Regions from separate parts of the Sus scrofa genome. Here regions 1, 2, 3, 4, 6 and 7 are each linked to region 5. A link is a contact called in public HiChIP or PLAC-seq and promoter capture Hi-C data. All regions are on one chromosome and are shown on one strand. The core of a region is the stretch at or near the end of the contact, and the rest is flanking DNA. Distances in the headings are between cores, read along the strand shown. Region 1 holds the start of LOC110262036. Region 2 holds the start of HAUS3 (HAUS augmin-like complex subunit 3). Region 3 holds the start of MXD4 (max dimerization protein 4). Region 4 holds the start of CFAP99 (cilia- and flagella-associated protein 99). Region 5 holds the start of TMEM129 (E3 ubiquitin-protein ligase TM129). Region 6 holds the start of FGFRL1 (fibroblast growth factor receptor-like 1). Region 7 holds the start of SLC26A1 (sulfate anion transporter 1).

The links. Promoter capture Hi-C pulls out the DNA fragments that hold promoters and counts their contacts. HiChIP or PLAC-seq counts read pairs in DNA pulled down with a chosen protein or histone mark.
Region 1: an H3K27ac HiChIP or PLAC-seq map of alveolar macrophages shows a contact between it and region 5. The contact joins the promoter of LOC110262036 here to the promoter of TMEM129 in region 5.
Region 2: an H3K27ac HiChIP or PLAC-seq map of alveolar macrophages shows a contact between it and region 5. The contact joins the promoter of HAUS3 here to the promoter of TMEM129 in region 5. A contact is called at or near these places in 1 of 5 promoter capture datasets (fetal skeletal muscle), 1 of 47 Hi-C or Micro-C datasets (embryonic fibroblasts) and 1 of 2 datasets of contacts at active chromatin or transcription factors (alveolar macrophages).
Region 3: a contact with region 5 is called in an H3K27ac HiChIP or PLAC-seq map of alveolar macrophages. The contact joins the promoter of MXD4 here to the promoter of TMEM129 in region 5. A contact is called at or near these places in 1 of 47 Hi-C or Micro-C datasets (liver) and 1 of 2 datasets of contacts at active chromatin or transcription factors (alveolar macrophages).
Region 4: a promoter capture Hi-C map of fetal liver shows a contact between it and region 5, with 2.7 times the contacts expected there. The contact joins the promoter of CFAP99 here to the promoter of TMEM129 in region 5. A contact is called at or near these places in 1 of 5 promoter capture datasets (fetal liver) and 1 of 2 datasets of contacts at active chromatin or transcription factors (alveolar macrophages).
Region 6: a contact with region 5 is called in an H3K27ac HiChIP or PLAC-seq map of alveolar macrophages. The contact joins the promoter of FGFRL1 here to the promoter of TMEM129 in region 5. A contact is called at or near these places in 1 of 5 promoter capture datasets (liver) and 1 of 2 datasets of contacts at active chromatin or transcription factors (alveolar macrophages).
Region 7: a contact with region 5 is called in an H3K27ac HiChIP or PLAC-seq map of alveolar macrophages. The contact joins the promoter of SLC26A1 here to the promoter of TMEM129 in region 5. A contact is called at or near these places in 1 of 5 promoter capture datasets (fetal skeletal muscle) and 1 of 2 datasets of contacts at active chromatin or transcription factors (alveolar macrophages).

The regions. Positions count from the first base shown.
Region 1 is chr8:468,436-472,452 of Sscrofa11.1, reverse strand. LOC110262036 reads right to left here and starts at 1,839. Exons shown (of 3, transcript XM_021100876.1): 1 at 801-1,839; 2 at 1-551. The coding sequence starts at 1,031. The region is part of intron 1 of LOC110262037 (a long non-coding RNA gene); the gene reads left to right.
Region 2 is chr8:1,196,091-1,200,029 of Sscrofa11.1, reverse strand. It overlaps HAUS3 (HAUS augmin-like complex subunit 3), which reads left to right and starts at 1,513. Exons shown (of 6, transcript XM_021100924.1): 1 at 1,513-1,650; 2 at 2,249-2,307; 3 at 2,944-3,939. The coding sequence starts at 3,085. POLN (DNA polymerase nu) reads left to right here and starts at 1,492. Exons shown (of 26, transcript XM_021100921.1): 1 at 1,492-1,590; 2 at 2,249-2,307.
Region 3 is chr8:1,214,715-1,218,308 of Sscrofa11.1, reverse strand. It overlaps MXD4 (max dimerization protein 4), which reads left to right and starts at 1,502. Exons shown (of 6, transcript XM_003482330.3): 1 at 1,502-1,728; 2 at 1,829-1,928. The coding sequence starts at 1,665.
Region 4 is chr8:1,311,670-1,315,307 of Sscrofa11.1, reverse strand. It overlaps CFAP99 (cilia- and flagella-associated protein 99), which reads right to left and starts at 2,219. Exons shown (of 16, transcript XM_021100933.1): 1 at 2,012-2,219. ZFYVE28 (lateral signaling target protein 2 homolog) reads left to right here and starts at 2,371. Exons shown (of 12, transcript XM_021100929.1): 1 at 2,371-2,825. The coding sequence starts at 2,787.
Region 5 is chr8:823,880-827,641 of Sscrofa11.1, reverse strand. It overlaps TMEM129 (E3 ubiquitin-protein ligase TM129), which reads left to right and starts at 1,409. Exons shown (of 4, transcript XM_003128802.4): 1 at 1,409-2,664. The coding sequence starts at 2,460. TACC3 (transforming acidic coiled-coil-containing protein 3) reads right to left here and starts at 2,209. Exons shown (of 16, transcript XM_003128804.5): 1 at 1,791-2,209; 2 at 1-86. The coding sequence starts at 85.
Region 6 is chr8:363,770-367,567 of Sscrofa11.1, reverse strand. It overlaps FGFRL1 (fibroblast growth factor receptor-like 1), which reads right to left and starts at 2,201. Exons shown (of 7, transcript XM_021100856.1): 1 at 2,096-2,201; 2 at 1,416-1,520. The coding sequence starts at 1,504. LOC110262031 (a long non-coding RNA gene) reads left to right here and starts at 1,411. Exons shown (of 3, transcript XR_002346510.1): 1 at 1,411-1,537.
Region 7 is chr8:343,428-347,531 of Sscrofa11.1, reverse strand. It overlaps SLC26A1 (sulfate anion transporter 1), which reads left to right and starts at 1,577. Exons shown (of 3, transcript XM_021100851.1): 1 at 1,577-4,104. It overlaps IDUA (alpha-L-iduronidase), which reads right to left. Exons shown (of 14, transcript XM_021100852.1): 3 at 575-660; 4 at 329-436; 5 at 1-69.

The DNA.
Region 1 (4,017 bases), core at 590-3,089, 360 kb after region 5:
TCGGGGTGGCGGTGGGGGCGCAAGGGCTGGTTAACCCGCAGGACTGCCGAGGCATAGACCACGAAGGAGAAATTGCGTGGCCCCACGTGGCCCCGTGGGCTCCATCCCAGGAGGGGCTGGGTCGGGAGGACGGCACACCCCCTGCTGCTCCCACCCGCATCAAGTCTGCCGCTGCCGTGGTCCTTGGTCAGGGGCTCAGGGCCATGGGGACGGCAGTGGACGCCCGTCGCCAGGATCTGCGGATGTGCTGGGCTCTGCGGGAGTTTGGGGACTTTTCTCCTGGGGTGGCCTGAGCAGGGAGGCGGGCGCTCTCCTTGCGGCCTCGGGTATCCACTGGCCAGGCCCCTTCGCTGCTGCCCCCACCAGCTTTGGGCCCGGAGGAGGCAGGAAGAGGCATCAAGCCTGCATCTGCCAGAGCACCGGCCGCTTGGCCCCAGCTGCTCCGGGCCGGCGCCCAGCTGGCTTTGCAGGCTGGATTTTCCAGCAAAAAACAACATCAGGGAGAAGCACGGAGATGAGGCCAGCTGCAAGGCTCTTCCGGACTCCTGCCCCTGTGAAGAAAACCATCTGGTCCTCTGGGCCGGCGCCCAGCTCCCGGGAGCTCCCCCCCCACCAGGGACCCGCCTCCCGCTCCCCGGGACCAGCACCCGCCCCCCTGTCCCCGTAGCACCCCCCTGGCTGCCCCACGGGCCTCTCCCCTGGCCCATGGTGTCCAGGCCAGCCTGGGTCACGGCACGGAGCCCAGCAGCCCTGGTGGGGACGTGCCACCCCAGGCAGTGTCCCCGACCCTCTGCTCAGACCTGAAGCACCGAGGCCCAAGCGCCAGTACATCCCTGTCCCAGAGTCTCCTGCTGCCCCCAGGCCACCTCCAACAGCAGCTCGAGGGCTCCCTCACAGGATAAAAGATGGCTGGGGACGGCCTCCGAGAGGCCAAGAGAGGCAGAGGTGAGGGCGCACTGCCCAGCCTGAGAGCCTGGGGCCGTCGCATTCTGGGTCCCTCCCAGCCCTCCCCAGGGCGCAGCCCTGCGCATCGGCCTTGCCAGTGACCTTGGTAATGGCTGCGTGACTCCACCTGCAGATGAGTCACCCTTGGCTTACCCAGCCCCTCCGCCTGCGCTTGTCCTGTGGGTCCGTGTCCCCAGCGAACAGATCCGCAGGGCGGAAGAGTTAGTCCAAGATACGCGCCTGTGTCATCTGGGGACATGGTCCCCAACGGGCCAGTCGACACTCCCAGCCGCTAGGAGGGCACCACTTCCCCACAGCCGCACAGTCAGCAGGTTCCCAAACATCACGGGTCCTGTGGTTGAGGCCACAGGGAGAAATGGCCCCCCTGCTTGTGCTTGTTGCCCAGTACCAGTGAAACTGCCCACGGTCCGTGTCTTGCTGGCCTGGGCCTTGTCTTCATCTATTTTCTCTTTGGCACAGTATGGCCGGCCTTTTTCTCATTGGTTTGTAGGAGCTCTTTGTATATTAAGGAAATTAGACTTTACCTACAGCCTGTGTTGTACATCCAGTGTCCTCATTCGCCGTTTATTTGTTTACACACTTACTGACTTTGCACCTGGCGGTTGGTCTCAGGAGGGCCAGGGGCGTTTTGGCTGCTCAGACACTGTGTCCCTTCGCCCAGGTTTCCGTCTCCCACGCACACTGCCTCTAGGAGCCCACCCCAGCCAGATCCTGGGCCTAGGTTCAGATGAGACTCTCCCTGCCTGGGGCCAGGAGCGCAGGACGTTTGCCGGGGCGGGGCGGGGCAGGGGAGGCCAGGGCAGGGACCAGGCAGAGAGGCTGGGTTGCGCCTCAGGGGTCAGGAAGAAAGCACCGCCCGCCCCCCGCCCCCCCCCCCCCGAGGCCTCCCCAGGCAGGGCAGACTCCTCCTGCCACTCAGAAAGGCCAGGGTTTCCCTTGGGGGAAAGCGACCTCGGGTCAGCCGCCGGTTGGCGCTGGTGTGGTCTCCGGAGCCCAGAGCCCCTGCATCCTGGCCGTGGGGATGGGACAGAACCCCCTCCTTCCTGTCCTTGAGGGCAAAAGGCCCTGTCCTCTGCTAATGTCCCACTCCTGCCATGTATCTCTCTGGCCGTCCCAGGGGGTTCTGTCCCAGGGGGTCCTCCCCTCACACGCAGCCCTGCCCACCTGTCCTGGCCACTCTCCCCGGCCTGCTCCAGGAGGTAGCCCTTCCCAGCCCCTCCTCCTCCCGCTGCTGACCTCGGCGCATCCCGCAGAATGTGTGCAGTGCTGCACGGGGTTGCGGCCAGATGGAGGGCTGGTCCTGCACCCTTCCACCCAGACCCTGGGAAGAGGCGGGGCGGGGTCTGGGGGAGGCAGGGGCAGGCAGAGGAGGTGCCCGTGGTGGGGGCCAGGCCAGCCCTGGGGGCAGCGAGGCTGGGGATAGAGGACCCCCCTTCAGCCGGGCTCCAGCTCTGTGTCCCTGTCTGAGCAGCATGTGGTCACGGCCCCCAGGGCCGCACTGTCCCCGGGGGGCCTGGTAACCAGCTGGGAAGGCCCAGGGTAGCAGCCCAAGCGCAGGGCCAGGGGCCAGCTTTCCAGGGCAAGTGGTGAGTGTTCTGGCAAATGGGCGCCTGGACGTTGCCAAGGAAAAGGCTGCTCCTTGGTCCCGCGGAGACTGGCCTGGAGCCCATGGGGGAAAAGCCGCCCCAGGCTCCCTGGGCGGACGGGAGAAGACGGGGCAGGCTGGACGCCGCGTGGGAGCTCGGACGGCCCTGGAGCGACGGGGCCAGGCCTGCCGGAGCCACGCGTGGCCACTGGCTTTCTTTGCAATGGAATCCCCGCAGCCCCGGGACTCCTCCAGGGGAGCTGGGCGAGGGGCCCGTCCAGCCGTACCCACGGCCCTGGGCCCCCTCACCTCGCTGTTCCCAGGCCCCGTCGGGGGGCAGGGGGCAGGAACAGTGCAGTCTGTCCACCCAGTTGTGCCCGCAGCTCGCGGCCAGCAACACGGACCCTAGAGACCTTCACGTCCCCACTCTGTGACCCTCTCTCCCTAGCTGCCCCCTCACCTCCTTCCTCCCCTCCCCTGCCCTCCTCCTGGAGCACAGCCACGGAGCACTGGGGCCGTGAGGAGGGGCCGGGCGGGTGCCCCGCCTCAGCCACAATGACGGGTGTGCCCCCCCCCCCCCGGCCAGGAGCCCCAGAAAGAACCTGGACACACACAGACCCCGCTGCGACCTCGAGCAGGCTTGGGAATGACCCGAAACAGAAGCCACAGGCGAATTCAGAAGGGCGGCTGTTGAGAAACCAAAGCAGCTTCTGCTTGGAGGAGGGATGAGGGGAGCGCGCTGATGACAGCCGCCGTAGGTGGTCTCAGCTCAAACGTCGCGCTGGAGGAAGCGCACAACGTGACGGCGGGGGCGGGGGGGGCGAAGGGTGGCACCCCCGCCTCCCGACCTCGATGACACGTGCGCAGCTAAGGCTCTGCTGCTGGAAGAGCAGGTGAGGCCCGCCCTGCCCTTCCCACATGTGACACAACGCCAGGCCACCCCCCATAGGGTCTTCCCCCGCCGAGGCCCCTCACATTCTCGGGGCGCCCTTCAAGCTGGGTTCAAGAGGCCATGTGGCTGTTTCTGGCCACGGACAGCGCTCCCTCCAGGTGCAGCGGTTGTAGAAGTGCCGTACTGACCCTGCAGGTCCACAGTCAACAGGGAGAGGGCTGAGCCGGCCGGCCGAGGACTTGCACACGGGCTCCTAGAAATTCACAGGGACGGGCCCCCGCCTGGGACAGCTGGCATCAGCAGTCACCATGGAGAGCACATCAGAGTGAGACAGGTGACCAGTGCTGGCGCGAGAGCGGCACGGGGGGCAGGGGCGCACTTCAGACAGAGCAGCCACGCAGTCCAGCAGCTCCACTCCTTGGCACGAACCCCGAGCGTCCGAACACCTGCACCGAAACCTGCCCCCAGACGTCGCAGCAGCTGCGAGGTGGCAGGAGGTGAAGCGTGGTCACAACACGACCCCTCCGCCCGCCCGGGACAAGCAGCCTGAGGAGCAAGCCGGTGACAGCAGCAC
Region 2 (3,939 bases), core at 264-2,763, 370 kb before region 5:
ACATCCCCCTCCCCCGCCCCCATCAGTGGTGCCCAGGCTGGGCAAGGGAGTCTTCCCCGCCCAGGGGCTGCAACCTACCCGCCCAGCTTGCCTTGCCAATAGGACCATCTCCTCCCGCGTCCAGGCCCCTGGGGTCAGCCCAGGCACTGCTCTCTGAATTTTTCCTTTTGTGATGTTTGTTTTTCCAATCATTTTAGGCTTTAGTGTCTTGTTGAAGAGGCTTAGAAAAGTTAAACAAATGAAGAATAGGAAGATGAAGAATAGGAAGTACGTTCAAGATTAATGCATGACATCTGCCCCATAACTTTATCCTTTCCTTAAAAATAGTAAGGCGTTCCCTTGTGGCTCAGTGGGTTAAGAACCTGACTAGTATCCATGAGGATGGTGTTCAAACCCTGGCCTCGCTTAGTCAGTTAAGGATCCCACCTTGCGGTGAGCTGAAGCAGATCAGGCATTGCTGTGGCTGTGATGTAGGCTGGCAGCCGCAGCTCCCATTCAACCTCTAGCCTAGGAACTTCCATATGCCGCAGGTGCGGCCCTAAAGCCCTAAAAAACCAAAACAAAACACTAAGAAAAGTCATCCAGAGAGACTTCTGCCCTTCCAACATCACACCAGACCACACCAGACCCTGCCGTTATCTAATTAGCTACCTTAGGGTCATTTGATGCTGGGCGTGTGGGCACACGGACTGCAGAGAGGGCTAGGGCCCCAACCTTGCACATTTAGATGTTAATTTGTAGAAGACTGGGAAGTCAAAATGATTTTGGCCTGGTACAGATGCAAATGAATTCTGTCCAACACAAATGATAACCTCAAACGTCTGATTTCATTGGCCTGTAGGGCGGGCCGTCAACCAGATTTACCTCAAACTTGGCAATCTTATTTAAGAAGCACTGCTACTTTCACCGACTGCAGCATCTTCTGCTTGGAAAAAGTGATCCATCGTAAACAGAACGGCTCTGTTTATATGAGCTATAATTTCAACTTTTAAAAGTCAGATTTTGAAAATGAGATTGTCAGGTGAGAGTTCGGGAACGGAGTACTCTTGCAAAGTAGCATTCATCTTTCAAGACTGAAGCGAGTGGGTCTGCTCCGCGAGCTTGTCCACGCCTACTCCGGAGGGGAGGGCGGCCCAGGGGCCTGGGAGGACCGGAAGCAACGGCCACCCAGCCTGGGCTGCCCGGTCACGCGGCGGGCGGGGGGCAGGGCGTGCGCGCTCCCGACCCAGCGAGGGGGACCCTGAGAGCCCTCCACAGAGAGCGAGGACCCAGGGCGGGCTGCATGCAGGCGCACAGCCCCGCGAGACCCGACCGCTCCGCGAGGCTACCCCCAGACCCCTCCTCAACCCGACGCGCGTCCTGGTCCCGCCCCTGCGGCGGGAAGCCAATCAGCTCGCTTCCTGCTGGCAGGCGTCAGGACGGGGCCCGCCCCCCCAGGCCCCGCCTCTTCCGCCACTGCGCCTGCGCAGACCGCCTCCGGCGGCCCAGCCTCCCCTTCCGGCGCGCGCGCGCGCGGGCGGGAGCCGCGCTCCCGTGAGGCAGTGCGAGGCGCGGGGAGACTGGCAGTTGAAGCGAGCAGAGCCTCCTGAGGCGAGCGGCCCGGGCCTCGCGGTGCTCGCGAGCGGGCGGGGGGCTGTGGGAGCAGCGCCGGTCAGTGGTCTGCCTCTTCTGGGAGCCCCTGGGGACGTTTTTCAGGCGCGCGAGTGTGTGCCCGCGCGGTGTAGTCGCGGTCCTCAGGGCGAGCGGCCGCGTCCGGGGCGGAGTGAGGGGCGGAGGGCGCGGCGGGAGACTGGGGGCTCCGGGGCTGGCTGGGGGCGCCGGCAGGGGGGCCGGGGGCCCGGCGGGGCTCCCGGGGGGGGGCTCTAGCGGGCGGGGGACGCCGGGGCGGGGGGCGCGGCCTGGGGTCCGGCCTGGCCCCGAGGCGCTGCTGGGACGCCCCAGCCGGCCCGTCACCCGCTGGGGTTCGTGCAGTTTGTCTTCGAGGCCGACTCTGAGGTTTGAGGACGGTTGTTTTCTCGGCACGCGTGCAGGTCGTCGCTGAACCACACAGGGTCACAGAGGGCCGCAGAGGAGTCAGTGCGACCCTCGTCTGTACCTCATGTACCTCGTGTCCCGTCACTCAGTCCGACTCCGGGACTTTCCCCTTGTTGAAAGTAACATGCCTGGAATACCGTTACTTGATGACTGCTCGGTCCTTTGGTGCGTCTCAAGCCGGAGTGGTTCTTAAACCTGATTTTCTCTGCACCAGGTCGATTGTGTCTGGACTTGGGTTCTGTCTCGAAGGTGGATGCTGATTGAGTCATTGAGGTAAATATTTAGCTGACTCTCAAAAATCCTATGTTTATTTACATTTTCTCAAGAAGGACAGAGAAAAGAGGCTCCTTTGCTGCATGATGGCTTGGACATGTTTAGATTCGTTTATTTTAAATTAAAAACTGAACCCTTACACTATAAAATATAGCGGGGGTTTTTTTGTTTGTTTTTTAGGGCCACTCCAGCGGCATGTAGAAGGACGTTCCCAGGCTAAGGGTGGAATCACAGCTGCAGCTGCCGGCCTAGGCCACAGCCACACCAGGTCCAAGCCATGTCTGCGACCTACACCACAGCTCACAATGCTGGATCCTTAACCCGTTGAGTGAGGCCAGGGGACGAACCCGTATCTTCATGGCTACTAGTTGGGTTCTTAACCTGCTGAGCCCAAATGGGAAGTTTAATGTATTTTAAACCATGTTATCTTTGGAAAAAAATTATGGTTAATTAAGTTTTCCTTACTGTTGTAGTGTTCTAAGTAATATTCTCATTGTTTCTCTTTATCAGGTTTTTCTGCTACAACTATCTGTGGGATAGATGGTTCCCAAATACCTTGTGATATTTATCTGTATCATTCTTTTAAAGATATAGTTGCCTTATTTGGGTCTAATACTTGTTTTTTTTTCCCTCTAGGAGGAATTATTATAGATTCTAAAAATACTTTTCTCCCTTCCCTGTGGACTTAACATTAGTTTTGTATGTATTTGGATTTATTTTATGAATATCAATACCATAAAGCCTTATCACTTATAAAAGAAATTGGGTAGTTAAACCATGAGTTGTGGAAAAGAGTTTGTGGAAACATTAAAAAAAATAGATTACCCCAAAGCTGATATTCTTAATGGGGAAGATTTTGACTGGTTGTTTGAGACTGCTGAAAATGAATCATTTTTGAAGTGGTTTTGTGGGAATGTGAGTGAACAGAATGTGTTGTCTGAAGAGGAACTGGAAGCTTTTAACATTCTTCAAAAATCAGGCAAGCCCATCCTAGAAGGAGCAGCATTGGATGAAGTTCTTAAAACCTGTAAAGCTTCTGATTTGAAGACACCTACCCTGAATGACAAAGAGCTAGAGAAATTAGAGAATGAGGTTCAAACTCTGCAGAAATTAAAGAGCCTGAAAATTCAGCGACGTAACAAATGCCAGGTGATGGCTTCAGTAACTAGCCACAAATCCCTGAGGCTAAATGCTAAAGAAGAAGAAGCCAATAAAAAGCTGAAGCAGAGTCAAGGAATTCTAAATGCTATGAATACTAAGATCAGTAATGAACTTCATGCTCTTACTGATGGAGTTGCAAAATTAATGATGTTCTTCAGACATTCTAATTTGGGTCAAGGGACAAATCCACTGGTGTTTTTATCTCATTTTTCTTTGGAAAAATATTTAAGCCAAGAAGAGCAAAGCACAGCAGCATTAACCTTATATACCAAGAAACAGTTCTTTCAGGGTATCCATGAAGTGGTTGAAAGTTCAAATGAAGAAAATTTTCAACTTTTAGATATACAGGCACCATCTATTTGTGATAATCAAGAAGTTCTTGAGGAGAGACGGTTGGAGATGGCTAGGCTGCAGCTAGCATACATTTGTGCTCAACATCAGTTAATTCACTTGAAAGCAAGTAATGTGAGC
Region 3 (3,594 bases), core at 253-2,752, 390 kb before region 5:
CCTCACCGGGTCCTGCCACCCTCTGGGGGCACACGTTCCTAACCCCATTTCTCAGGTCACCACAGTGGTGGCTCCCACCCCTGCAAGTTGTGCTGGACCAGGAGGTGGTTTGGTCTCCATGCCGAGTCACTAGCCCTGGCCAAGCATATGGGAGCACTAATCCATGGGGGAGGCAGTGGGGGGGGGGAGGGTGCTGGGGAGGGCAGGGGTGGCTGGGAGACCCTGGGGAGTCCCTAACCTCAGGATTCCCAGCTCTGTCAGTCCTTCTCGAAACAAGGAAATGCATATAAAGCTTTCAACAGGCCCTCAGGCTGAAACTGTGAGGTTTTTAGTTTTGTCCTGTTGTGCTGGCAGCAGCAGAGTGTCTGTGTTGGAGGGGGTGTCCAGCCACCTTGCACCCCAGAATCTCCAGCTAGCTGGCCCCCTGTACAGGAGCTCCCAGGCCATCAGTCTCAACGACCAGTGAGAGGGAAAATTAAGGAGGCCTGTGGCCAGTCTGGGGCTGCCCCTAACCTGCCAGTCCCTGCTCCAATGGGGCCAGCTTAGGGTCAGGCGTCACTAGGGCCACCTGCCAGCCCGCCAGCCGGGAGCTCTCGCCCCTCCCACGAAGGGCAATTCTCTTCCCTAGAAAGCGCTTCCATGGCCAGAGGGGACAAGCGCTCGCCTCTTGGAATGTCCCCACCCTTTGGGCCAGACAGGAGCACGCAGCCCTCCACTCATGGGAGCCCTGCGGCGGCAGATCTTGGCACCCTTCTCTTCTCACATCCTTCCTTCAGCCCTAGGGTCCACTGGGCAGCTCTGAGGGACCCCTGCAGCTCCGGGCCTCAGTTTCCTACTGAGATCCTCCGTCTAGGCCCCTCTTCCAAACCCTAGCCTTTCCTGGGATCGCGCTGTGTCCGACGAGGAGGGCTGTCGTTTTGCAGCCCCACGAGAGACCTCCGAGGAGACCGCGAGGCCCCGAGCTTCCGCGAAGCCAGTTATGGCAGCAGGCCCGGGGCGACAGGTTCCTGTGCACGGTGTGTGCAGATCCGGCGCACCGGCGGGGTATTTGGGATGCTCCCTGCGCCCTAACGGGCCCTGGCTCGTGGCCGGGCGGCAGGCGATCCCACAGCCCTCTGCTTCCTCTCGGCAACGCGTCCGGCCGCAGCGCCCTCATTGGCTGCGCGCCCCGAGGCCGGCCATTGGTCCGCCGTGCCTATTTTACATAGACCGCTCTGGGCCAATCGGCGCGCGGCGCCTACTTAACATGCACGCCTGCCGCCAGTCAGCGAGCGCGGGGGCCGGGCCACCACGTGCTGTTGCTAAGCTTGGGCTTCTAAATTGTTACTACCGCGGCGGGCCTATCGGAACCGAGCTTCGCATCTGTCAACATTCTCGGCCCGGCCCGAGGCGTTCGGCCGGCTCCTATTGGCCCCGACCCAGTCCGGTGCCCGCCCCCGGAGCCTGATCGCCGACTCCCATTGGTTGTGCCGGCCGCCGCTCGCCCTTATGTGTCAATTTGAGGGCCCGAAGCGGAGGGTGGCGGCCGAGCGCGCTAGGAGTCCGCGAGAGTCGGGGAAGTGGAGCCGCAGGGCGCGCGGGGCAGGCGGCGAGCGGAGCCGGCCGGAGCGGGCCGGGCAGCGGCCGCCGCCGTCCCGGAGCGCGCACGCGGGGTGGGCGGGAGGATGGAGCTGAATTCCCTGCTGATCCTGCTGGAGGCGGCCGAGTACCTGGAGCGCAGGGACCGAGGTAGCGCCTGCGCCCCTTTGTGCGCCGGGCCGCGGGCGGGCGGGCGGCGGCGGGGCCGGGACCCGGGCGGGGGCCAGCTGACCGCGCCGTCTGTCTGCAGAGGCCGAGCACGGGTACGCCTCGGTGCTGCCCTTCGATGGCGACTTTGCCAGGAAGAAAACAAAGGCGGCTGGCCTGGTGCGCAAGGCCCCGAACAACAGGTACTACCCCCCGCGCGGCGCCCCCAGGCCCGGGGCTTACGCCCCGGGAGCGCCCTCCCCCGGCCCGACCCCAGCCTGTAGCCCGGCCGCCGCCGCTGCACGCCCCGGCGGCCAGCCTGGAGGAGGAGGCATGCCCGGGCCGCGACAGCCCCTCCCGGCCGGCCCCGCCCGCGCCGTCGCCATCTTCCCGCGGGCCGCGCCTCCTCGGACTCTCGCGTAAACAGTGCCACGCGTACAGCGCCCGCCGCCCGGGGTCTCCTCCCGCAGTCGCTCCCCGCCCCCAAGTTGTTCTGTACTTTTCCTGGCAGGAAAAAAAGTTGTCAGGGGCGCTGGCGGATCCCCGGTGGGTTTAGGGAAACTGAGGTTTGGTGCAGGGCAGCGTGGGGCTGCTGGCCGCGACCTCTGCCCCCGCGGGCGGGTGGGCTGCACTGTCTCCAAGGACCGAGCCCCGCCACTGGACTGAGTCCTCCCACCCCAGGGACCTGCACAAAGAAGTGTGGAAGCCCTGCCCTGGGCCTTCAGCCCTCGCACGGTGCCCACCGCTCCTTCCCAAACTCCTGACACAAGTGAAACTCCAGCGACCCGTGCGGGGGGAGGGTGTCCCCTTCTTTGGGTCAGAAGGCCCTTTTTAAGGGGGCCGGAAGAGCTTGTGGGGCCACGTGCAGCAGCCTCTCCCAGTGCCAGAGACCCCTCTTCTTGCTCTGGCCTTGTACCCTGGCTGTAGGCGCCTGAACGTGGGGGTGCATATCCCTGGGTGGCAGTGAGGACCTTCCGGTAGGGTTTCTGTGGGATTACACTCTCCTGGCCGCTGTGGGGACCACGGCACACCTGGCACTGCCCAGGGGCCCACTTTGGCCCTGGACCATGTCACCAGGCTGGGAGCTGCCTTTCCAGGGGGCTTTGGGGCCCCTTGGCAGAGGGCGCGGCTCATTCCTGTGGCGTGCTCATTCTTGGGAAACAGAAAGGCTGGCTCAGGGACCCATCTCCTGTGACGTCCTGGCACCCTCGGCCTGGCAAGCAATTGATTGAGGCTCCATCTGCTCTGGCTGGACGTGCCTCTAAGTCCCAGCCCCTGGTCGCCTGTTGGGGACCGTTTGGTGGGGGACACCACTGCCTTAGGTGTCCGTGAGCGAGCCAGGCCCCTGCTGTTGGTTCTCACTGTGCCAAGCACCCTGCCACCCATGGAAAACTTGGGCCTGTGACCTTTTCCTCCTGTGGCATAGGGTACCCAGGGCCCATAGCTACCATCATAGCTGAGATTCTCATGCAAATGCTAATTAATATTCATCCAACCCCACGAAGGAGGTGGTATTTTTATCTCTATTTTAGGACCGAGGAAACTGAGGCATTGACAGATTGAACTACTTGCCTGGCCACCCTCTCACCTCTGGGTGGGATCCTGGCCTCGTACATTCTGCTGGGATGGAGACCCCAGGGCCCTGGGAGGGTCTCCCAGACCAGGGGGCACCTCCCCCTGCTTCTCTGGATAGAGCCCAGCTCCCCATGCTTCGGGCATATCCCGAGGCTCACAGGAGGCCCCACGTGGCTGTCCTGGCCCAGCGAGGCCTCAGCCAGCCCAGGGGCCAGGGCAGGGCAGGGCCCAGAGGACCCAGAGCTCTGGCTTGCCGGCCAGCTCCGCACCTCCAAGGCTTCTGTGTCCCCAGAA
Region 4 (3,638 bases), core at 970-3,469, 490 kb before region 5:
TGCTGCTGTAAGAGATGGGGCTGAGCTCTCATCCTTGGATTTAGCAACACTGGGGTCAAGGACGACTTAGATAAAAAGCCTCAGAGGAGAGGCTGGGTGGAAATCTGAACTGTGTGAGCTCAGGCGAGAAGAGTTGGAAAGGAATTTGCGATAAGAGGCACCTCGGAGGAGAGCTGCTCTTTCGGGGAGCAGTGACTGGGTGGTAGCTGGAGGTACCAACTCGGAGGACTACCAGCACGCAGGGACATCTCAGACGGCGGCTGCCTGTGTCCAGACTCACATTGACTTTAACGGAATAGAGGGTGTCGGGAGCCATAGGGCTGCTCCAGTAAAGAAAGCAAAGACACAGTCGGCACCTGCATGAGGCTTGTCTGGTTAGCAGAGCTACAGACAAGCTGAAGAAAGAAGAAGGATTGCGGATGCGTGGGGCTTGTCTGGTTAGCAGAGCTACAGACAAGCTGAAGAAAGAAGAAGGATTGCAGAGCAATCCCTTGAAAGACTTCGGTTCCAGGAAAATAAAAATGATATCCCCTAAAAATATGTTAATCTATTTTTCTGTGTTTATCTTTCCTTTTCTATCTCTAGTCACAGCTTTCTTACTGCTAAAGATTTGCCCTGGGTACGTAAAACACTTGAACCAAAACAGAATGAAGTTGTTTAAACAATGTAATGGAAAAAGCCTTTGTTTTGGAGTAACAATTTATGGCACCTATTTTGTGAGAGTATACAGGGGAAACTTATGATTTCAGTCCCTTTACTTAAAAAGAAGTTTGGGGCTGGGAAAATGTTGTTTGGCCTATAAATTGCTATTTTCTATAATAGATATATTTTTAACAGTGTCACTTGTAGCTTTCATCCCTTGTGGGGGCATTTGTTAATTTTTGGGTATAATACTCCTTTCTATTGAAATTGGTGGTTTGGAACTTACGTAAATCAGTACAATAGGTTAAATGCTTAGCTTGCTGGCGCCAAATAAATCGTGGTTTTAAGAATGCCATGAGCCCAAAGCTTTCATGCGTTTTGTTAACCACATACACCTTTAGTTAAAGAATGTTAGGTATCATAGTTTATTACTTATTAAAGCTTTGTTCTTAATATAGAATAGAATAGCTACTGTTGTTGACCTTTTAAGAAAAATACAGTGTGAAACTTTAAGTTTGTAATCTTGTAGGAAAATCTGAAGTTGAAAGGAACATGTTTTAACTGACCTTATTTTTTGTATCTCGGGTGGAGGGAACAAAAGGGCTTTAAATCAAATGTTAATGTTAAATCTTACACGAAATCTGATTGTGAAATGGTATAAAAACTGATGCTTTTCATTTAATAAATTGGGTCATCTGCAGCATGCAGCTGAGGAGTTGGCTCCAATTCTTTCCGCGCCGTTTGTAGCCCATCCTCTCCGTCGGCACTCCCTGGCTGCTGGGGCTGGACCTCGGCAAGAGGGGTCAGGGAGTCCAGAACCATCTGAGCACCTGGACCCTGGGCCAGTGATGACATGAGCAGCAGAGAATACATTCTTTATCCAGGGAGAGCTGCCTGCCTCTCAAGCATCCTAAATCTGCACGCACAGAACACCCGAAGTGGTGCTGAGGGGGGCGGGGGCCCCTTCCGACAGCCAGACCTCGGCAGCCTCGCTCGGCCTGTTTCTTTAGGCACCAGTGGGAGTTTGAAGTGAGACCACACACATGTTCTTAGCTTTTTGCCAGGCACATTAGAGGTTCTCAGAATTTGCTCCAAATTAGGGTACCGTTGGGGGAAGTAGTGAATGTAGGAGAATATCTGTTTTAAAAGCACCGTTTACTGTGACGATTGAAAAAAAAAAAAAAAGCACAGTTAACTTTAGTCAAAGAGTGGGAAGAAAACTCAAAAGGTGGTGAGCGAAAGCAAGAAGATGGGAAGCAAAGAAACGAGATCTTTCCTGAAGATCTAGGGAAGCTGCGGGTGCGAGAGCCGGTGCTGAGGAGGTGCGTTTTGCCCGCCCCCTCCCCCTTTCGGGTCCCTTTCCCCGCACCTGCTTGGGGGGATTCCGCGGGCGCTCCTGAATCTTGCTTCTCGCCGCCGCCCGCCGCAGCTGCCCGGACCGGCAGGCGCCGGGAGACGCGGCAATAGAAGTGGGTTCCCCTCTTCACTTTTCCGCTGGTATCTTGGCAACTCCCTGCGCAGGGGAGGTGCTGGGGTGCAGTTTAGGCATCGTCACCTAGCAACCGCTTCACGCTCCGGGGCCGTCGGCGGGAAGACTACCACCCCCAGAATGCACAGCGCCTGCGGCGAGACAGAGGTCGCCGCATCCAGGGCTCCGCCTCCCCGCAATACCGGTCGGGACTTGGAGTTCCCCACCTCGCAGGGCGCGCCGGGTCGCCTGCGGGGGAGCGCGCCTCGGGCGGGGCGGGGCGCGGCGCGGCGCAGAGCGCCGATTGGGCAACCTCGGCTGCTCGCGGCGGGTAGGGGGCTCGCGGCGCGTTGGCGCATGTGTGGCGCGGGCGGCGGTGGCGGGCAGAGGCACCGGGTGTCAGTGAGCTGCGAGCAGCCGGCGCCCGGGTGCCGTGTCCGTCAGCCTGTCCGCCCGCCTGCCCTTCGTGGTCTGCGGGTCCGCGCCACGCGCTGCCCTCGGAGCATCTCCTGGCAGCGCACCTGCAACGCGCCCCTGACCGCCGCCCTCCCGGCACCCCAGGTCTGCGCGGGACCCCGGCCCGGCCCTGCCCCGCGTCCGCCCAGCGCCGTAGCGGGGCCCGGGCGCAGCGCTGCGGAGGTCAGGGCCGCCGGGGCCGGGCCGGGCCGGCGCGGCGATGATGAACAGGTTCCGAAAGTGGCTGTACAAACCCAAGGTGAGACGCCCCGTCCCTCGCTGCCGAGGCAGACCTCCTTTGCTCGTCGGGATAGGCCTCTACGTGGTGCTGCCGATACCCCTTCCTCCACTTCAAGGTTTGCCCACACCGTCGCCCTCCTCCTTCGGCGGGTCCCCCCCCGCCGCCCGGTCCCAAACCGCCGTTTCTGCTCTTCCCTGCAGGCCGGGGTGCACTCCCTCCCCGCGCCTGCTGGCTGCCAGAAAGGCCCCTCTCCCTTCTCAGTCCGGTCCTGCGTGGTGCCCTGCTTGCGCCTCGTGGTCCCCGACCTGCAGCCCGAACAGACCCCCCTCCTTCAAACAGACTTCACCTGGGTCCCGGAAAGACCTTTCCATCTCCCGCCCTGCACCAGGGATGACTTCCAGGTTCCCCTTCCAACACCCTCCCCCCCCACAATTTTCCTCCCAACCTCGCTCCGCACTCCGGCACCGACCCTCTCCCACTTCCCCCAGGTTCTGGAGGAGACCCCCATGTCCTCTCTCCTAGGTTTGGAGACCTTCCCTGTGTCCAGAGCGGATCCGCATCCCACGGTCCCTGCCCTGCCTTCCCCAACCGGGACCGATCCGCACCTCGGCCCAGTTCGCGTCCCCATTCTTGTCCCGTGCCCACTCGCGTGCTCTCGAATCCAGGGCAGTCCACTGCCCGGCGGCGGGGTGAGCGCGTCCGGGGCTGCAGGCTCAGCGGGGCGGGAGGTGCGGTCCCCCGGCGCGGCGCCCCTCCCGCCCCTCCCGGGCGGTGGGGTCAGGGTCTGGGCAGCGCGCCCCGCGCCTCAGCAGCTGCGCCAGTCGCACTGCG
Region 5 (3,762 bases), core at 160-2,659:
GTTCCAGTGGTGAAAACAGGAAGTCGCAATTTTCTGTACTTCTGTCACCAGTGACATTTTCATCACTGAAGACGTGCAGACTCATTCTGGGAAAGCAGAGAGTTGTGAGTCAAGAGGAGGGCGGGGACACCCTGTTGTCTAGACGCACATATGTGAAGACAAGCGAGCTGACCCCACGGTGCCGCAGGGTGGACGTCCCCTTCCTGCACGGGCGTGTGTGTGTGTGTGTGAGACACCGCAGGCAGCATGTCCTCTGCCAGAGCGTGTCCTTATCCCGTTCTGGGGGGAGCTGCCCCTCCCGGGAGAAAGAGCTAGGAGGGCTCTCAGCCCACAGGGCAAGAAGGAAGAACAGGTCCTCGAAATAACTGGAACTTTGTGGGTAAAAGTTGGGAGACAGATAAGGGCTGATCTGTGACAAAACTGGCAGAGGCCTTGGCACTGGGGCTGGAGCAGGCAGCCGAGATGGAGGAGGGCAGAAAAGCAGAAGGGCAGGGCAGCTGGCTCTCTGCCCACCGACGGGGGCGCCAGGAGGGCCAAGGCTCAGAGGAGGAGCAGGGATGGTAACAAGCGGCACGTGCAGGATCACCTGTGGGGAGTTGAGGTGCTTCTACACCAGGGTCTGGAGACTAGAAACACACCAGGGGCCTCCGGTCGGGTCCACGAGGTTCTAGAATAGTCCTACTCCTCCTTCCCAAATTCATCATGGTCACCTACCCGGCATTCCCAACTTAGGAGTCACCAGAAAACTGGGCAGCACAGGTACCTGCTGGGGGTGGGGGCCCCGGGGACCTCAGCTGCAAGAGCAAAACGGCTGGGGCCTAAGGAACACGGGTGCCCTGGAACGAGGTGAGGTCAGGGGGATGAGCCGCCTGGAGGGTGTGGGGTTGGGTGCTGCGTGTGGAGCAGGGAGCGGGAGGAGGGAAGCAGGGAGCCAGAGGCTCTTGTCTGTGGCCAGGGGGGAGCGGTCAGCCCTGGCTTGGCCAGCAGGCCCACACGCGGCGTGGGGAGGTGGGAAAGGGAAGCCTAAGTCAAGGGGGACTACTGGGTTTGGCCTGGGGGACGGGGTGAAACGGGGAGGGGCCGGAGGGCCCTGGGCCACAGGAGGGAGACTTAGAGCACCCTTTCTGTGGGATCCCTTCACCTGGGGAAGGTGGGGGTGCGACAATGGCAGCCTCTACGGGTTTGGCTCCTACTAATGACGGGGGGCCAGGGAGGCGGCTCCTGAGCAGAAGGGGCGAGGCCAGCGCGGAGGAGGACTGGCGTCGAGGGCCTGCCGGCAGGCTCTTGAGAATCAGCGCTGGAGCCCAGGTTTCTGCTGCAGGTGCCGCGGGGTCGGTGATGACTCACAGGTGGGGCTGCGCCGGGAGGAGGGGCCGGGCAGCAAGGCGGAGGCTGGTCAGGGGCGGAGTGCCAGTGCGGGTCACCGCCACAGGGGGCCGGGGGCTGGGCGAGGTCACCGGGGAGAGGGAAGACCGGTGCGACCGGCCGGAGGGTCCTCGTGGAGGGCGATATAGGGGCCACTAGGCGTCCTCGGGAGGCAGGGCCGAGAGCCCACCGGCTCCGCTGCCAGCTGCGGCCGGGCCGGCTGGATGAGTGCGGGCGAGATGGGACCCCGGGGAAGGGGGCGCCCCGAGGTGGGGGGGGCGAGGAGAGCCGACTGTGGGCACCGCGGCGCCGCGGGAGGAGTCAGAGATCCGTGTCCAGGCCGCCACTGCGACAGGCTAAGGCCCGAGGACAGGCCAGAAGAGGCAGGAACGGAGCCCCGAGCCCGGACCCGGTCGCCGTCTTACCTGCCGGCCGCTGCGCGGAACCGAAGGAGCGGGAGGCGCCGTGTCCGGGAGCCCGGCTGCCCGCCGCCGATTCAAATATCGACGGTTGGCGCGTACGGCCAATCAGCGCGTGGCCGGGGCGGGACACAGGGCGTCGAAGGCCAATGGGAGGCTGCGCCCAAGAGGCGGCTTCCGCTTCCGGGCGAGGCGGCACGCTAGGCAGGGCGGCCCCTGGAATTCTCGGTAGCCCAGGCTCGTCCAGCAGACGAAGGTGAAACGCGGCTCGAGAGCGGGCGGTGAGTGCGGGGCCCGCCGTCGCCCAGGAATCTCGGGCTCTGCGCAGACGCGCCTGGGCTGCGCGGAAAGGCCCAGGGCCTGAGAGCTGCTCGCCCGAGTCTGTATTCCCAGCTGTGGAATGGAGCCAAGTTCAGCGCCGCCCTCAGGGCGGGTCGTGGGGAGGCTCCAAACCCTCGCGAGGACTGCCGCGGCGGCTCAGGACGTCTGGCCGCGAGCGGGGTCCTGGAACTTCATTTCCCAGAGCGCCCCGCGAGCGGCCTGAGGGTGGGGACTACACGTCCCAGGGCGCCCCGCGCGGCCCCGGCGCCTACCGGACGCGGACGCTGAGGCCTGTTTTGCGCCCCGGGGCGGGGGGCCTCGCCCGGACGGCTTCCCGGCGGCTACGGCGGCGCGATGGACAGCCCCGAGGTCACCTTCACGCTGGCCTACCTGGTGTTCGCCGTATGCTTCGTGTTCACCCCCACCGAGTTCCACTCGGCCGGGCTCACGGTGCAGAACCTGCTGTCGGGCTGGCTGGGCAGCGAGGACGCCGCCTTCGTGCCCTACCACCTGCGCCGCACGGCCGCCACGCTGCTGTGCCACTCGCTGCTGCCGCTCGGTGAGCTCGCGGGGCGCGCGGCGGAGCTGGGGGCGGGGGGGGGGCGCTGGAGGCCCATCTCCCGGACCCCAGGGGGGAAGAGACGGGGGAGCGCGCGCGGGCCGCAGAGCCGAGGCCGTGGGCTAAGCGCCCCGTGCGAGGAGGAGGGTGCTGGTCGCAGCTGCCTCTTGCGGGCAGCAGAACCCTGGGGGAGAGGATGCTCTGGTCACTGGGGCAGGTGGGGAGCTGTCACCTAGGGGCAGCTCCCAGGAAAGGGGCATGATGCCAACAGAGGTGGCCGGCCCCAGTCCTTGGAAGAGGGGTGCAGGAAGGGCAGGCAGGGAGGGCGACTGCAGTTGAGAGCGTCTCAGGTGCGGGGCGGGGAGAGGCGTGTGTGCGGCCAGGAAGCTCAGGTGTTGCCAGGGGCTGTGCTGGGCAGGTGAGCCAGGTGCTAACTGGCCTCTGGGAGGCTGACTGGTTGGAGAGTGGGGTCCTAAGCGCGGAATCTCTGGAGAACTTGGGCTCACACGTAAGTGGGGGAGGGCGGGTGGCGGTGGCCAGCCCTGTCTGGAGCTGCCATGGTGGACATGGGAGGGGTTTCCAGCTGGCATCAGGGAGATACAGCCTGGGCCAGTGGAAAGTGGCTGGGAAGGGCTGGGCTGGTCTGACGAGGTGGGCCTGTGCCTGGGGGCTGCCTGCCCCGTGGGGAAGGCGGGCAAAAGACAGCCCATGCCAGGATAGAGGCAGGGCCAGGGTGGGGAGCTGGTCGCTCCACCTAGCTTCCCTGCGGGGCAGGGGTGCCCGTTCACCGGTTTCCGGGAGAAAGGCATGGCTCAGAGTTTGGGTTCTCCTGGGGGTTGTGCCCTGGGAACTAAGGATCTCTGCAGCTTTATGGAGCCTCCATCTGCACCTTCCCAACAGCCTGTGTGTGTGTGGGGTCACCACCATCCCAGGATGGAGGGGGACAGAAAGGTGGGCTGAGTGACTCATGGGGCCACATGGGGAGGAAGTGGAGTTTGGCCTTGTGCTCCGACAAGGAACGTGTTTTGTTTTGTTTTGTTTGGCAGTGGCATCTGTGGCCTGTGGAAATCTCGTCTTTTTTTTTTTAACTTATTATTT
Region 6 (3,798 bases), core at 952-3,451, 460 kb after region 5:
CTCTGGCCAAGAGGCCAGAGGACAGGCAGGGGCGGGGACGGGGAGTCCAAGCAGATAAAAGAGGAATCAGAGTCCAGGCCGCTGGCAACGGGGTGGGTGGGGGATGGGGGTATTTGCTGGGCATGACCTGAGTGTCCGAAGTTCCCTGGATGCTGCCCGTCCTGGCCACGCCTGGGCAGCCCCCACCCTCAAGCCAGCCGGCCAGTCCCCAGCGGGGCAGATATGGGGGGGGTACCTGGGCCACCGCCCGCCACCCCACACCCGAATGTGGCCATATAAGGCCGGGTTGGGCTCAGTGCGCCCGCTGGGTGGCGGGGGCGGGCGCAGAGCCTCAGAGCACTGGTGGACAGGGCAAGGACAATCCTGAGTGGCCAAACATCCGAAGGGCCGGCCCGGCCGCAGGTCCCGCCTGGCTGAGGGCGGCCAGCACCGAACATGGCGGTGGGATCTGCGGGCACGCATCGCCCCAGCCCATCTGCAGAGGCCGGCCCTTGCTGGGGCCGGTGCAGGCGCCAGGGCCTCCCTTGCACTGCGGGTGTGTGAGCCCACGTCCAGGTCCTGGTGTGGCACACGCAAAAAGAAACAACGCAGCTTCAAGTAGGTGGTCTCAGGGTCTGCCTTAAGACAGGCCTCCAGCCCTACGCCATGTGCTGCGAACTCGGCCCCAGAGTCCCACCCTGTCCCTTCCTGGAGACAGGTAGGCCTAGGGCCCAGGGCTGGTTTATGAGTCCCAGATGCCAAGAATGTCCCCACTGTCCCACACCCAACCCTTACCACTATGGGGGTCTCCACAGGTTCCCAGGGGCCTAATTGGGTCGACAGTGGCCCAGCAGCCCATCCCCCAAGAATCCACCATAAGCAGCTGCCCTCAGCTGCAGGGGTGTGTGTGTGTGTATGCGTGTGTCCTGAGGGGAACTGGGGCCAGAGCCCACCCTGCCAGCAAGAAAGGGGCCCCACAGACAAGCTGAGAGTCAGAGGGAACCCGTGGGTGAGCTGGGGGTACCTCATGGGTGACATGAGGATACTCTATAGGTGAGGGGGGCCCACAGGTGAGCTGCGGTGCCCCACAGGTGAGCCAGGGCGCCACAATAGGAGAGGCGGGCTCAGAGGTAAGCTGCAGTGCCCCATGGGTGAGTGGGGGGCCGCATCAGTGAACTAGAGAGCCCTGCGGGTGAGGGGTGCCCCATGGGTGAACTGGGGTGCCTCGAAAGTAAGGGGTGACCTGCGGGTAGACGGGGGTGGTGGGGGGCCGCGTGGGTGAGCTAGGGCGCCCCGTGGGTGAGGGGTCGGTCAGAAGGAGCCAACAGGGGCGGGGCGCAGGCACGCGCGCCAGGCGGGCACTGGGGCAGGGTTCAGGGCCGGAGGGAAAGGGGCGGCGCTGGCGGAGGCCGGGGCGCCGGGCTGGGCGCCAGCACTCACCTCGGGCGGCGGCGGCCGGCGGGAGGGCCCCCAGCAGCAGCAGCGGCGGCAGCAGCAGCAGCACCAACACCGGGCTCGGCGTCATCTCGGCCAGCGCGGACCTGGGAGGTATTCAAAGGTCGGTCAGTGGCGCAGGAGTGGGGATCGCCACCTCCCCCAGACTAGGGCCCAGGAGCTGCCAGCACCCCAGCCCTGGGCCGCGCGGATCGGGGTGCCGGCCGCCCCGCCTTCCCTGCCGCGCTCCGGGCGAAGGAAGCGGCGGCGGGGGAACCGTGGGTATCAAAGGCAGACAAAGGGTTTACACTAATTACCGACCTCCCCCGCCCCCCCCCAAACACCGTCTGGATTCCTGGCGCTTGTAACTTGGGCCCTGCCCTCGGGACACACAACACCGGCGGCCCCGAAGATAATCGCCTGCGCCATTAGCGGACAAATTTGCGCTGGGGGGGCCCACGTGGGGTGCAGGGCGGGGCGGGGCGCAGGCAGGACTTCGGGCCCGACTGGAGCGACGGCGGCGCGTGCCGGTGCAGGCAGCAAACCCCCCCACCCTCGACCGCAGAGCTGGGACCGGGACGCTCTCGGCCCCCGCCCCCGCCCCCGGCCCCAGCCCCTGGCTCTCTCGAATCGTTCCTCCCACTCTGCCCCAGGGATCGCGGGCGCGCTCAGAGGGGCTCACCTCGGCAGGGCTCGCGGGCGGCGAGGCTCAGGGCCGGGCCCGCGGGGCGCGCTGCGCGGACATCGCCGCCCCGGGCGCCGCACCCCGCCGCCCCGCGCCCCCGGGCCCGGCCTCGGGACGGGGCGGCGCTACCTGGGCGCAGGCGGCTCGGGCCCGGGCCGGGGCGGGGGCCAGGGCCGGGGCGGGGGTCGGGGGCGGGGCGGACGGCGGGGTGGGTCCTGGGGCCGGGGCCGGGGTCCCGGGGCGGCGGGGCGAGGGGCCCGGGGCGCCGCGCCGCGAGGCGTCCTTCCCTGCGGGGCTTTGTCAACTCTCCCGGAGCGAGCGCCGAGCCCGCCGCGCGCCCCGCCCCGACACAACTTCCCGCCAATCGACACGCCGTGGGCGCCCCGCCCCGCCCCTCTTCCCGCCCCTAGCCCCTCCCCGAGCCCAAACTTTCCTCCAATCCCTGCGCGCGCCCGCCCCGCCCGCCTGGCTCCAGGCCTTAACCCTCTCGGTGCAGGCGGCCAGCGGGCGGGGCGGCTCCCCGGGGTGCGGCTCCGCCCCCGCCCCGCCCCGCCCGGCTCCGGCCCAGCCACGCCCCTGCGCAGCCCGTCACGCCCCAGGCCGGACCCGGGCCCCGCCTCCACTAGGTTCCCACCCGTCCCCGCCCAATACGCCCCGCCCCCTCATTGTCAACCGCCCTGCCCTGGCCCAGCCCCGCCTCGCGCACCTCCAGATCCCGCAACACCTGCCTCACACCTGCACCTGTTCGCGCCCGCGTCAGAGCCCCCAAGCTCAGGCCACGAAACCCCCCCGCACTTCCGAAGCTGGCTCTGATCGAGCTCCGGCTGTGCGGTCAGGGCCCTGAGGTCTGAGCCCCGGGTTGTCGTGTGGGAGCAGAGGGGAGATCTAAGATGCCTCTGCTCCGGCCCCAAGTGACTCCAGGGAAGGCCAGTCTCGGGTGGTGTGAGGCACAGAGGTCCTGCCCCGACGCCCTGGCTTACCTGATCCCCTTGACCACGAGCAGGTACGTTCCCTCCGCTCATCCCACCAGACGGCCATGGCAACCCAAAGACATTAATACCCGTTAAAGATAGAGAAGACCCGGAGTTCCCGTCCTAGCTCAGCGGTTAATGAACCCGACTAGCATCCGTGAGGACTCCGGTTCGATCCCTGGCCTTGCTCAGTGGGATTAAAGGGTCCAGCATCACCGTGACCTATGGTGTAGGTCGCAGACGTGATTCGGAGCTGGCGTTGCTGTGGCTGTGGTGTAGGCCCGCGGCTAGAGCTCCGATGAGACCCCTATATGATGCAGGTGCGGCCCTCAAAAGACCAAAAAAAAAAAAAAAAAAAAAAGAGAAGGCCGCATACACTGCCACCTTTTATCCTCACAGCCAGGTAGGTGTCTTGCTGTTGCTTGTGCAGATGAAACGCAGGCACAGAGGAGGCAGGCATTTACCCAGGATTTCCCAGCCAGCACTTGGCATGTCTAGGGTTGGAGCCACTGCACTGCAGAGTCCAGCACTCCTGTGGATCTTTCTCCACACTGCCCTTTCCTTTATTTTGTTTGTTTGTTTGTTTGTTTTTGTCTGAGGCATGTGGAGGTTTCCAGGCTAGGGGTCTGGAACTCCGCCCTTTCCTTTCTTTCTCAGCAATGCACGCACACAATGGCTACCACTCCGCACCTACTTCCATTCCTCAGGGTGTCTCCGACTCCCCGCACC
Region 7 (4,104 bases), core at 328-2,827, 480 kb after region 5:
AGTCGTGGTGGTCCGGCTCGTTCCACGTCTCAAAATTCCACTTGGAAACGTGCTTGAGTCCGTACCTACCTGCAGAGAGTCCCTGCTGTGGCAAGAGGGGCCCTCCCCTGGGGCAGGGACACGAGTGCATCCCGAACCCCGGGGAGGGCACCCGCGGTGGGCGGTTTGGATGCGATGGCGGTGTCACTGGGAGCTCCCCCCCCGCCCCCATCAGAAGGCCTTGGCTCAGGGGGCTCATGACAAGAAGACCGGGAGATGGCCTGGGTGGTGCAGAAGGAAAGCCTGCCCAGAAGCGCCCCCATCCCCAAAGGGCATGGGCCCCACCCACCAACGTATCTCCTAGCCAGGAGCGAGACCAGGTTCCTCCACTCGAACACCTGCTGCTTGTCCTCAAAGTCCGTGAAGTGTCCAGAGGGGCTGCCCATCAGCTCAAAGCCTGCAGCACACGAAGGTGGCTGTCCCACTGCTCACCTGCCTGGCTCCCCCAGGCCAGCACCGAGGCAGGACCTGACTGGGCAACCAGGAGGACCCGGAAAGGCCAGGCCAGTGGGAGACGGTGGGGTCAGTGGTTCACCTGGGAGGAGCTGGTTCTCCCTGAGAAGGTCCAGGTATCGATCCAAGTGGGTGAAATTGTAGCTCAGTCCCTGTCCAGCTGACCTCCTGTAGAAGGACACTCAGTGTCAAGGTTGGGGGACGTGGGCCTGGGCCTGGAGCTGTGGCCACATTCAAGCAGCTAGGGAGCTTGCAAGGTGCCATTCGGGACTAGGCTCCAGGCTAAATAGGCCCCTCTCCTTGGCACACATCAACTATGTAAGCCTATTAGTCACTCACAGCCTAGTATGAACTCATGTGCCTGCACTGGAATCCCACCCTCAAGTCTTTGGGGGCTCAGAACAACCTGGGGCCTGGGAGTGGGACAAGAGGATGGAGACGGGGAGAACAAGGCGTCCTAAAGACAGCTGACGGAGAAGCGCAAGGCTGGAGGAGAACCTGGTGGGACTCTGTGGGCCCACATTCTGTTTCTCTGCACCTCCCGGAGGCCAGGGCCCCACATTTGGTTCGGCAGTACCTGGTCCCCCTGCTGCACTCTGAGAGACACCATGGGAGCAGGAGCGGGGCAAGGACAGCCTCCCCCCTGCACGCACTCCTCACATAGAAATGAACGTGTGACAACCAGGCCGCGGACAGGAGCCACGGGCCTGGGGCGGAAGAGGGCGCGAGTCGAGGGAAGGGAGGTCACCTGGTGCCTTGGGGCCACGTGAGAAGGGAGCCTGACTTGGGGCGAAACGGGGAGTCCTTTCAGAGATCCACACAGAGCAGGAAGTACCACAGCTTTTTTGTTTGTGTGTGGGTTTTGTTTTTTGTCTTTTAGCCTTTTCTAGGGCCGCTCCCGCGGCATATGCAGGTTCCCAGGCTAGGGGTCGAATTGTAGCTGTAGCCACCGGCCTACGCCAGAGCCACAGCAACTCGGGATCTGAGCCGCGTCTGCGACCCACACCACAGCTCACGGCAACACCAGATCGTTAACCCACTGAGCAAGGCCAGGGATCGAACCCGCAACCTCATGGTTCCTAGTCAGATTCGTTAACCACTGCGCCACGGCGGGAACTCCTGTTTGTGTGTTTTTAAGACATTATTGTTACAATTATTATGTTATTACTTTGCCATAATTTCCTCAGCTAGAGATTGAATCTAAGCTGCAGCTGGGACCTCTGCATAGCTACGGCAACACGAAATCCTTTATTTTATTTATTTAATTTTTTTTTGTCTTTTTAGGGCTGCATTGGTGGCATGTGGAAGTTCCCAAGCTAGGGGTCAAATTGGAGCTACAGCCGCTGGCCTACACCACAGCTCACAGCAATGCTGGATCCTTAACCCACTGAGCGAGGCCAGGGATCGAACTTGCGTCCTCATGGATACTAGTCAGATTCGTTTCCGCTGAGCCATAACAGGAACTCCCACACGAGATCCTTTAACCCACTGTGCCGGGCCAGGGATTGAACCCGCATATCCACAGCAGCCCGAGATGCTAAAGTCAGGTTCTTAACCCACTGCGCCACAGTGAGAACTCCAAGATTCAATTTTTTTTTTTTTTTTAGAGTGGTTTTGGGTTCACAGCAAAACTGAGGAGGTACAGAAGCTCCCCGCCCCCGCCACCGGCCTCCTCTCCACAAGCACAGTCTCCCCCGTGATCAACAGCCCAGAGCGGGATGCTTCTTACAACTGATAAACCTACGCCGACATCTTAGTCACCCCAAATCCACAGTTTACATTAAGGTTCACCTGGTGCTATACATTTTGGGGTTTGGAAAGACACATGATCTACCACCAAGATCATACAGTGTTTTCTTGGACCTAAAAACCCTATGCTCAGAGTTCCCTTGTGGCTCAGCAGGTTAAGGATCCCATGTTGTCACTGCTGTGGCTCTGGTTACTGCAGTAGCGCAGGTTCAAGCCCTGGCTCAGGAACTCCCACATGCTCTGGCTAAAAAGGATATTCATGCTCCCCCCACCCCACCAAACCCCTGATTTTTTTTACTGTCGCCATGGTTTTGTCTTTGCCATGATGTTTTGAAAGGATCCCTTTGTGGTCAGTTGCAGCAAGAGCAGGGAGCTGGAAGATGGCCCCCCGGGGACCTGGAAGAAGGGTCCCCCATCAGAAGGCCTTGGCTCAGGGGGTTCATGACAAGAAGACCAGGAGGTGGCCTGGGTGGAGCAGAAGGAAAACCTAGATGCTGTCTGCAGAGGCATCGAGAGGGAGCTGGGGCGGACGGGTTTACAAGTGGGAGGGACGGTGATGGACTGGAGGGGAGCTGGGACCGGGGGTTCAGCACAGCCTCTCCGACTAGGTTTCACTTTGGCGGAGGCCGGGAGGGATAAGCCGATGGAAGCTGGGTCTCAGGTTTGTCCACGTAGGGTGGACGCCCAAGGCTGGAGCCGGGTGAGGAAGCTGGTGCTCAGCGATCCCGCCAAGGCGAGGGAGGGCGCGGAGCAGGGCACTGAACCCAAGGTGAGCCCAGGCAGGCGGGGCTGGCGAGGCCCTGAGGGACAGAGCAGGGGGAGCAAAGGCACTGCCCAGAGGGGTGCAGCTGCGCCCTCTTGCGGCCGCCGGGTTCGCCCGGCGAGCGCAGGGAGAGGAGGGAGCGAGGCGGCGTTCCGGCCGAGCTGCTCTGGGTCGGTCAGTGCCCCTGTACCCGCCAGCCAGGCCACCCCAGCGCTGCCCCCCTGTCGCCTCGAGGATCTGGACGAATCAACATCTCTCTCCCTTCCGGGCTTCCTCTCCCCCCACTCTTCAGTGCAACGGTCAAGGACGAACCTGGGCTCAAGTCCAGCCGCCATGGACACAGGTGCCTCGGGCTCCTGCAGGGTCACAGAACCCGCTCGCTGGTGGGCGTGGGCTGCGTCCTCCCGCCTCTGGGGGGGGGGCGCCCCTCCCCCTCCAAAGGTCACAACCAGTAGCAAAAAAACCCGAAAAAAAAAAAATAAACTTAAGCGCTTGGGTAAAAATTAAATGGGCGGCAGCAGATAGGTTCCAAAGTCCCACAGGTGGGGGGTGGGGAGGGGGAGCAGGCGTGGGCGATGCACCTAAGCCCCGGCTCTGGGCTTTCTCCGCTGATCCTGGTGGCCTGGTCTGGTAAATGCTGACACCTCCCACCTCAGTGTCCTGGGGCAGCACCAGAGGAGCCCCAGCCCCAAGCCGTCCCTAGCCTGCCAGTAGGGTGGACTTGAATGTCCACAGACCCATCCAGCCTTGGCACCAAGGACTGCCCTGGGGGCCCGTAGAGCTGCCCCCGGGGACCAGAACCCCCAGACTTGGGAACCCTCTGTCTCCAACCAGTTCAGCCCCCCGTCGGGAGGGGCACTGGGGAGATCAAAGCTGGTGAGGGGCAGAGCCCACCCCGGCACTCCCCCTGCAGAGGCCGGACGGGGCGCGGCACAGGCCCGGTCGCCTCCCGCTCCTGGCCGGGCACGTGGGCCGGGTCCGCGGTAGCCGCACAAGGGCCTCATTCACCGCGCGCCAGCGTCTGGGGAGGCCGCACCAGGAGCCCCCTCATCCCTGGGCCTGAGCGCGTGCGCCGCGAGGACCAAGCAGCGCCCAGCCTG